Regions from separate parts of the Mus musculus genome. Here regions 1 and 2 are each linked to region 3. A link is a contact called in public HiChIP or PLAC-seq and promoter capture Hi-C data. All regions are on one chromosome and are shown on one strand. The core of a region is the stretch at or near the end of the contact, and the rest is flanking DNA. Distances in the headings are between cores, read along the strand shown.

Region 1 (2,706 bases), core at 39-2,538, 95 kb after region 3:
ACAGACCACTGCAAGGGAGCAAGTGGGCATGCCCAGTGATAGGCTTCCATGTCCCTCCCAAGCCGCTGTAAGTATATGAATGTGGAGAAATGTTCTTCATCAATGACACTGGAAAAGTCTCTCCAGCTCTCGATGCCTAGAGACTAAAAGTAACCTTGTAGTGTGCAGAGCACAACAACAGCAGTGAGGACCACTGCAACCTGAGTCAGTTCATACGTCTCACACACTGTAGGCCCCAAGAGGAATGAATGCAGCTCTCGGGGTCTGTGTAGCTGCTGATGACCAGAGACACTGTCATCTATATTGTGTTCCAGATGCAAGCCCACAGGTCCCACAAACAGCAAACAAGCATGAATTAAGTCTGCTATTTACATTTGCCCAAATGCAAAGTTACATTTAAATCTCTAAATCATCAAGTTACTTAGTATTGATTTATTAAAATAATGAAGGCCAGATATATTAGGGAAACCTTTAACAACTTCCATCTTCCACAATGCATTAATAGCAAGGTACAGGGCAACACCCAGATCCTAAGAGCTGGTACCCACCCATAAGGCAACACTGAACAAACCCTAGAACCGAACACTGGTATTTATTGGCCCTGTGCCTTTAGTTATGAAGGACTTGTACTGACTCCCATCCACGCAGGTGCCTCCCATTGTAGATGGCTTAAATACATCAACACATCTGACACCTGACTAGGAGCAGATTCCTTGATGATCTGTTCCCACAGTGACATTTCTCCATGTCCATACACTGCACAGAACTGTGCACTGTGCCACGAACAGCAGCATCCCTGGCTGTAACCAACCAAGGCCAGAGCCAGTTAGCCCTGACCATCCAAAGGATCTCCAAATGTCGTCAAATGCTCCTTAAGGAAAACTGACTGAAAAGGGGGACAGTCTCACCAAAACCATTAGCTGTGTAGTTTAGTGAGGACAAACTTGACAGGCTGTGATCCTCTGGGACAACAAAATCCACTCTATTAAACCACCAGGAAGAGAATGGCCTTTGAGAGCTAAGCTTCACTAACAAGCTCATTGGCTCCCAGAACCCATCTCAAAAGGACTGCCGAGGGTTTGTCAAGCTCCAGGCCAGAATTAAGGTCCTACGAGCCAGCCAAGTGCAGCTGCAAGCACGGCCTTGGCACACAGGGGATCAACACCCAGTGCAGCAGGAACAAAAGAAGCCACATGTCCTTTGGGAACCCGGCCCTGTACCTGAGTACTCCCTGATGGGCAGAGGCCCCACCCAGCATTCAGAAACCCTGGCAAGCAGAGACTGGGGAACAGAGAGGGGCTGTGAGCAGAGGGCTGGCTTCAGGCCTGCCTAGACTGAGAGAGCAGGGAAGCCCTAATCAAAGAGCTAGAAATGGGTTTTATAGAATGTATTCATTAAAATTCACTTTCTCTGACAGATCCCGTTAAACACAAGGGGGAAACACCACTTGCTTTATCAGACTGTCACTGCAGGCTGTGTCAACTGTAACAGCAGCTATGGTTGGAAAAAGCCCAGCCCACAACAGTGCAGGAATACCTGGTCTTTTACCAGGTCAATCTCTTGGAAGGGTCGGATCCCAGGAACACATGCACTGCACCACTAAGACTTCTGGGAAGAGTGAAGCTAAGCTCTGATTTCAACTATGGAGCAGATGGCAATGCCATGCAACTCCTACGCCTGGTACTGCCACAACAATGAGCAGAGAGAAAGGCAAAGATGATCAACAGGCCACCCCCAGGGAGGGCCAGACAGAGCTGCAGTGGAGTGGATGGTGGGGAAGAGGGATCTAGCTTTGTCAAGTGCACAGTGGCACCCCCATAGATGCACCCTAGACAGGCAAACCTGGACACATGGAACAGTCACTTTGATGTCCAGCAAAGGAGTGGCATCAAGTCTCCTAGGGAGTGCTGAGGCCATAGATGCCATTGGCCTACGAGTTTCTGAGAAACTCAAACTTCCTCTTCCAGGTGTATCTGTGGACAGTAGGCATGCAGAGGATGACATGAGGCTCTACAGAGCCTCTCCCAGGCTTGGCCATTGCGATAAGCTCACAGAAACACCATCACAATTGCTGCCACTGATCTCCTAACCCTGTCAGCACTCTGCGGTGGTGGTGTTCTCAACATACAGCATCCTAACGTCACAGCAGTTATGGGGGGGGGGCATGCTGATGTTCTGCCTCCTGTGCCTCTGGGGGCTCAGCCTGCTTTCTCATGTAGACATAAGCTCAGACAGCAGCTGATGCACATGCCACCAGCAGCAACCTCTGTTTACCTCTTCCCTCATTCCCTTTCTTCCCCCTTCCTTCTTTCCCACATCTCAGAGAAAGCAGGGTTCCTTGGGTCTTGCTCTCAGCAGACACGATTTTCCTACATCATCCCCTTTCTCATGATTCATCCACTAATGTCATCCTCTGTCTCTCTGAACTATCTACAAGCAGAGTTGCCTCCTCCTGACACAGAAAGCACTCATCACCTGACAGCTTCCTGCAATCCCACCTTCCTTTATCTGCTGTAGACTCACTACAGTATAAAGAGTGTAGCCTATTCAAGAACATCCACAGAAATCTGAAATCTTAACAACTTCAGTCCTAGTCTAGCCCCAAGTCTCTCACTCCCCACTTGATCATCGTCTGAGTTCTCTACAACACACAAATGCACAAATACAGACCCACATAGCACAGGTTAGCCCTTGAAAAAACATGCC
Region 2 (2,744 bases), core at 76-2,575, 79 kb before region 3:
CAGGCCCTGGGAGGCTCAAATGTAACAAAGGGTCTGAAGTTGACATCTTCTGCCTCCCCCTCCCCAGCCACTAGCCAAGTGCGCTCAGTCCTCCTGTTCAGCCCATTTCTGTTCTGTGTCCAAATGCCGACCCTTCAGGCGGAGCCATGATGAACAGGTACAGGCCCTGGGCACATGTCACACACAGAATGAAACCCTGAGGCAGACTATTTCAAGTGAAGGCCATGGGCACCTTTAAGGTTTAGTTAGTGAGAAACCATTCACCATAGACTGTAGGTTACCTAGGAGAACAGGCTAGCTGGGGAGCTCTGCTAGCGTGTTTTGTGTGTGTGTGTGTGTTTGAGCATGGGCCTGGGTGTGGTTCTGGGTCTCCCACCTTCACCCAGTGTCCTCTACAGGGTCTGCCCCACGGTGGGCATCAACTGCATGACAGAGAGTGCTCACTATTTCCACCCTTTAGGTTTGGAGACCTTGAGTTAGGCTACCCATGCTCTTCTCGGGTGGTTATTTCTGCCAGCTGTTTACAAAGCATCAGGCATCTTGCCTGGGGAGACAGGGGCACCAAATGGAGCTGCAGGATGGCCAGACTGTGCCTCTGGAGACCAAGCAATCTGAGCAGGTCAGGCAGTGGCAGCAGCAGCACCTGGAGCTAGGCACTTTCCTTCCTGGTGCCTGGCGCTCTGGGACTGTTCAGATGTGTGCTTGACAGTGGTGTCCTGAGCCTCCGAATTCCACAGAGGAGCAGACAAGGTGTGTCCTGTCCGCAGGACCCACCTCTGTGACAGTTTTACTTAGAGATGGAGGGCGGTGTCCTGAGACACGAGTGTCTCGGGGGCTTCCAGCTCACACAGAGGCTGCAGAGATGGGGGACGAGCACCCTTTCCCAGTAAGAATCACGCTGAGACTTTTAGTGAAAGCCACGCCCACGGGATCTTTATCTGGGGGCTTTTTCTAGGAACTTTCAATAACTTATGGCTTGGGATTCCAAGGCCAAGGCCACAGGCTTCCTTCCTGGCACCTTCTCTCACGGATCGGCGCTCAGCCCCGAGACACAATCCCGGTCTTTCCGGGCCGAGCCGGGGCTGGTCCAGGAGTCTGCAGCTGGGCGCGCCATGGCACCGGAAGCGCGGCCCGCTCCGCTTCCCGCCTCAGTTTCCCCCACGGGGCCCGGCCCCCTGCCCGCCGTAGGCCCCTCACCAGGATGGCCCTGTCCTGTTCGGTGACTCGGCTCTGCTTCTTGCGGCCGAACAGGTTGCCCATGGCGGCCCCGCGCCGGCCGGCCGAACCCGTCGCAGCCGCCGCTCTGCGGCCACCGTACTCCGCCCGACCTACGGCGGCCGCGCGGAGCCACGCGCCTCAGAACGCGAAGCAGCTTCGTCCCTAGCGCAGCGCACCGCTGGACTTACTAGGCGATGCGAACGCCCTCCCTCGGCCTTTCAGCTAATCAGATGGGACTGTGATTAATTCAGAGCACCTCACAGGAGTGAGCCTAAATCAGGCTTCCTGACTTTCAAAACCGCCCAGCCGACGCCCCCCTCCCCGCTGGCGCAGAACATACACACACCCAGTGTTTTGGACCTACAAGTGCTTGCTGAGAAGTGTGCACCAGCGTTCACCTGCCATTCGGCGCTGTCACCTTCGTCCCCTAGTTTCCTCACTGTGGACAGTCCTTAGGCTACCGTTGAGTCAGCCCGGTTGCTGGGACTGACACACTAACCCCAGGGATTCTCTGATCACACCTGCCCTCTGTAGGCCCTTGGTGAGTCAGGGGGCGGGGACAAGACACTCATGAGTGGGGCTCTACACCCTAACAGCCCCAAAAAGGGCGCCACTGTCCTGAATTCAATGCCTTTGCTAGGAGGGGAGTTCTCCTTCCCCACGGCAATCATCCGGGTAATATCCCTTCGGGAGGCAGACAGTACAAGCAGCTGGGCCAATTACTAAGCATTCTTGTTCATTTACACCTTTCTGAACGAAGGGCTCAGTCTTAGCCTCAGGCTCAACACATTATGAATCCAGTAAAGCCAGTGGCTATCCCTCGGCAGGCAGCTTCTTCTGATTCCTGAACTGCCTGCATTTTCCCTTCCCCCACCCCCAACTCCTTCAGTAAACAAGGGCAGAAGGCATGGAGGGGGCTTTCCGGTGTCGCAGCAGTGGCTCTTGTGACTCCTTAGGCATAAGAGGCTCCCAGTCTTGACTTGGTTTTAAGAACAGCACGAGAGGCTGAGAGTAAAGTCCATGGTAAGGACTTGGGGCAGGCTCTGGCTACCAGACCTAGGGTTCTAGCTCCTTCTGTCACTTAGAAGCAGTTTCTAGAGGTTGGTTTTTTTGTTTTGATTTGATTCCAAGGGGCCTTCTAACTAGCCAGGAACCCTTTATCCCAGGGTTCTCTGTACAGTCAGCTGCCCTAATCGGGCTCAGCCACTGACTTTGATGGTTAGCTGTCATATCTTAGTCTCCAATGCTCTGTGGGCCAACTGGCCCCATAAAATCGCAGTAATGGTACCCTGTCCCTGTGGTCAACATGACTATAAAGGGCAGTACTGGGGCAGAACTTACTAGAAGGCTGGAGCTTCCGACCTGTGTGGTTCTCATGCCCTAACCAAGGGCATGTTCAGGGGTGTGGGACAGAGGTCTTGTGCAGGTCCAGGGTATCTCTGGCTGGTTTGGGACTTGCTATGCAGACCAAGATGGCCTTGAAATCACCCACTTTCTCTGTCCACTCTTGTCTACTCCGTGCTAGG
Region 3 (2,979 bases), core at 91-2,590:
GTGGCTTTGTTTGCTGCTACTCAGCCTCTTCCATGGAGAGGAGCACCCGAGTCTCCCAGGCTCTGCCTTACAGTCAGGCCGGTCAGAAAAGCTCTTCTTTCTGTATAGACTGACAGACGGGGATTGGCCATTTGTATTTCTTTCCCTCTTGGCTACACTCACAGGACAAACCCTCCATGTCACAAGTGGTTATGATCTCTGAGGTAGCATACATGACCACATAGTGACAGTGATGTATGCTGCTCATGATGTGTATCTGCACTGGGGAGAAATGTCGCCATGTAGATACACTTGTAGCCACTGCTGAAAACACCTTCACATGGTATTCTATCTTACCAGACAGTGAGACAGTACCCAGAACCCATTTACACAGTACATAGCTTTGCTGACTGGCTTACACAAAACAAAGGTTTCTGCAAACACATATCCCTAACATGTCCCTTCCCTTCACTGGTTTTCTGCAGACTATAACCTATACTTGAGTCATAAGAGACCCTCAAAGCATCAAATTATATGAATGAGGTGGCAGGGAGAGAGGAAGAGAAAACATTTATAAGTTTTTCCTGTGAGCATGTTCCTGACTCCTGCTCATCAGATGTGGCTCTCAGTGACCGGGAGGAAGACTCTGCCCAGTCAGAGCTAGGAGACCCCCCCCCCCCCATCTGAAAGACTGTTTCTAGGAACATGGCTTCCTCACAGAGAAGGGAGACTAGAAAAACTTAGAAGTATAAAACTAAATTCATCCCAAACACAGAGACTTAGAACAGCCTGATAGTTTGAATGGAAAATGTCCTTCAGAGGTTCATGCATTTGAACACGTGGTCCCTGGCTCATGGTGCTCTTAGGGGAGGTCATAAAGCTTCAGAAAGTAGAGCCTTGAAGCGGGAGAAGTATGTTGTTGGGGTGGGTTTTGATATTATAGCCTTGCCCATTTCTGGTTTGCTGTCAGTGATCTGTGTTTATGGCAGCTGTGATCTGAGCCTCTGCTCTGCCTCCTTTGCCTCCTCTGCCTCCCACTCCTCTGTTGTCTTACTCTGGAACTGTGAGCCAAAATAAACTTTGTCACTGCTGGTCCCAGTATGTAACCACGGCAACAGAAGAGTAACGAATACAACGTCTAAGTACATAATGAAAACAAAGCAACGGATACAAAGTCTAAGTACACAAAGAAAACAAACAACCCCCATACCCACATCTGGGTCCGGAACAGAACAGGTGAAGGAACAAAGCAGTGTTTGCAGTAATCGCTGGGGCTGGGAGTCATGACTTTGAAGGAAGAAGCACGCTAACACAAACGGCAAAGCACGTGTGAGAAGGGGGCTCATCTGTCTTCCACCCCAAGCCTCTCACTACCGCAACCCAAGTGCAGGTGTGCAGAGCCAAGGGGCCTCCTCATGCTGCCATGGACATCAGAGGTACAGAGGGTTGAGGGAGAAAGGGGGAGGGTTGATTTGGAGGAGCTGAAGCCCCTCCCAGGGAGAGTGGACAGAGAAACCCTGTGGTGCACCAGAATGGTGCAGCTGGTTAAGGTAAGGCACCAACCGGCACAGGAACACAGGTCTCACTGTGTCCACTGAGGTGCCTCAGACACAGGAAACTGGGGCGGGCTCCACTGTCACCTCAGATTTCTGTAAACCTAGAGCTATCCCCCAAAGCAAAGCTTAGCAGGCAGGAAGCACGGGTATCTAGATAGAGGCAGTCTGCATTCCTCCTAGAGCAGCCCCACGGTGGGCCAGCAGAACAGGGAGGATGCTCAACAATGCCTGACCCATAGAGAAGAGGCCGACATTGAACTCTCTTCCAACTGAGCTTTGTGTACGTGAAGAGGCAAAATGCGGAGCAAGAGAGGTTAGGCTGAGTACCTGATCAAATTTATTCAGAGAAGAATCTGTTTGCGGAGGAACCAGACACTGGGAAGCTGCAAAGGATACACAGGTTGTAGGGGCCGAAGAAAAAAATCCCACCTCCTTCCCTGTTGTCTTTGTCCATGGAAGCTCTTCCTGTGGTATGCCTGTTTGTATGCCTGACTTTGGATTATCCCATCAATACCAATTCAGAGTGTTTTCCCACATTCCTTGACATTGTGCCCTTGATGTTCCCCAGTGGTGCTATAAATAAAACTTTATTAACTGTAATTTGGAAGGTCTGCCTGAATTGCACATTAATTCTGTCTATGAAAAAAACCCTCAATTAGCTGGAACCCAGCTTACACCAGTCCTTAATTAACTGCCTCCCTCCCTTATTCTTGTTAATTAGCAGAGAGACAGATGATAACAACAACTTGGGAAACTTATTAAAACCAAGCAAGCATGTCCTTTCTCACACTTGGATCTTAGCTTCAAGTTTCTGGGGTTGTGTGTTTAATTTGGAGTGTCAGGAAACTAGAAAGAACCCACAAGATGGGGGAGTGAACAAGCCCTTAGTGGGGCAAAGGGATAAAGACCACATATTATATAATAGCACAGAATACTAACCTACTCTTACCTTGATCTAACATTGGCTTCTGGCCTCTGTATACATGTGCACCCTGCCCCGAAATATTGTTAACAAAAAGGACATTTTCTTCCATAACCACAAATCCATTCTCTGGGAATTCTCAGGGACAGTACTATGCTCAGATTCAACTACATGTCACAGCCTCTGGCTTTGGTCTAGGTTCAGTTCCAGGGCAGTGTTAGGTCACCTCGCAGCATCAGTCTTAATGAAGAATAGCAAGCCCACTTTCTGATTGAAAATCAAGGTGGAAACAGAACAGGTCACTGTCAATATCCACACCATTGTCTATAAGATGCCAAGACATGGCACAGACTTACAGCTCAGACCCCAAAACCCAGGCACATGCGTGTTGTGAGGCTACCACCATCGAGGGTGAATCTAGCTCCTGCATGTTCGTGTCCTTTGTAAATCCTGCCCCTTCCTTGCCTGCCCCAATAGTTGATCTGCCTGCCCTGACTACAGACAAGCTCACACCTTCTGCAG

The links. Promoter capture Hi-C pulls out the DNA fragments that hold promoters and counts their contacts. HiChIP or PLAC-seq counts read pairs in DNA pulled down with a chosen protein or histone mark.
Region 1: a contact with region 3 is called in a promoter capture Hi-C map of hippocampal neurons, with 2.4 times the contacts expected there. The contact joins the enhancer-like site here to the promoter of Rptoros in region 3. A contact is called at or near these places in 17 of 39 promoter capture datasets (the 3T3-L1 cell line, the C10 cell line, the HPC-7 cell line and 11 more), 2 of 484 Hi-C or Micro-C datasets (cerebellar granule neurons and trophoblast stem cells), 3 of 115 datasets of contacts at active chromatin or transcription factors (embryonic stem cells and pancreatic cancer cells) and 3 of 9 other capture datasets (adipose tissue, liver and pancreatic islet).
Region 2: an HNF4G HiChIP or PLAC-seq map of pancreatic cancer cells shows a contact between it and region 3. The contact joins the promoter of Chmp6 here to the promoter of Rptoros in region 3. A contact is called at or near these places in 8 of 39 promoter capture datasets (the 3T3-L1 cell line, the HPC-7 cell line, cranial neural crest and 5 more), 3 of 484 Hi-C or Micro-C datasets (CD8 central memory T cells, bone marrow-derived macrophages and embryonic stem cells), 4 of 115 datasets of contacts at active chromatin or transcription factors (the HPC-7 cell line, bone marrow-derived dendritic cells, embryonic stem cells and 1 more) and 1 of 9 other capture datasets (adipose tissue).

Annotation. Positions count from the first base shown.
Region 1 is chr11:119,738,158-119,740,863 of GRCm38.p6, reverse strand. The region is part of intron 4 of Rptor (regulatory associated protein of MTOR, complex 1); the gene reads right to left. Among named protein-coding and RNA genes, the nearest start is that of Rptoros, 95 kb to the left of the region's middle. Within about 2 kb of position 1,288, at least 34 of the 459 cell types and tissues checked have an H3K27ac peak or open chromatin away from gene starts, as enhancers often do. A contact at or near this core is called in hippocampal neurons, where this site is marked.
Region 2 is chr11:119,912,391-119,915,134 of GRCm38.p6, reverse strand. Chmp6 (charged multivesicular body protein 6) reads right to left here and starts at 1,325. Exons shown (of 8, transcript NM_001085498.2): 1 at 1,198-1,325. The coding sequence starts at 1,260. It overlaps Gm39485 (a long non-coding RNA gene), which reads left to right and starts at 1,323. Exons shown (of 3, transcript XR_003949830.1): 1 at 1,323-1,759.
Region 3 is chr11:119,832,726-119,835,704 of GRCm38.p6, reverse strand. It overlaps Rptoros (regulatory associated protein of MTOR, complex 1, opposite strand), which reads left to right and starts at 1,340. Exons shown (of 3, transcript NR_045313.1): 1 at 1,340-1,415. The region is part of intron 13 of Rptor (regulatory associated protein of MTOR, complex 1); the gene reads right to left.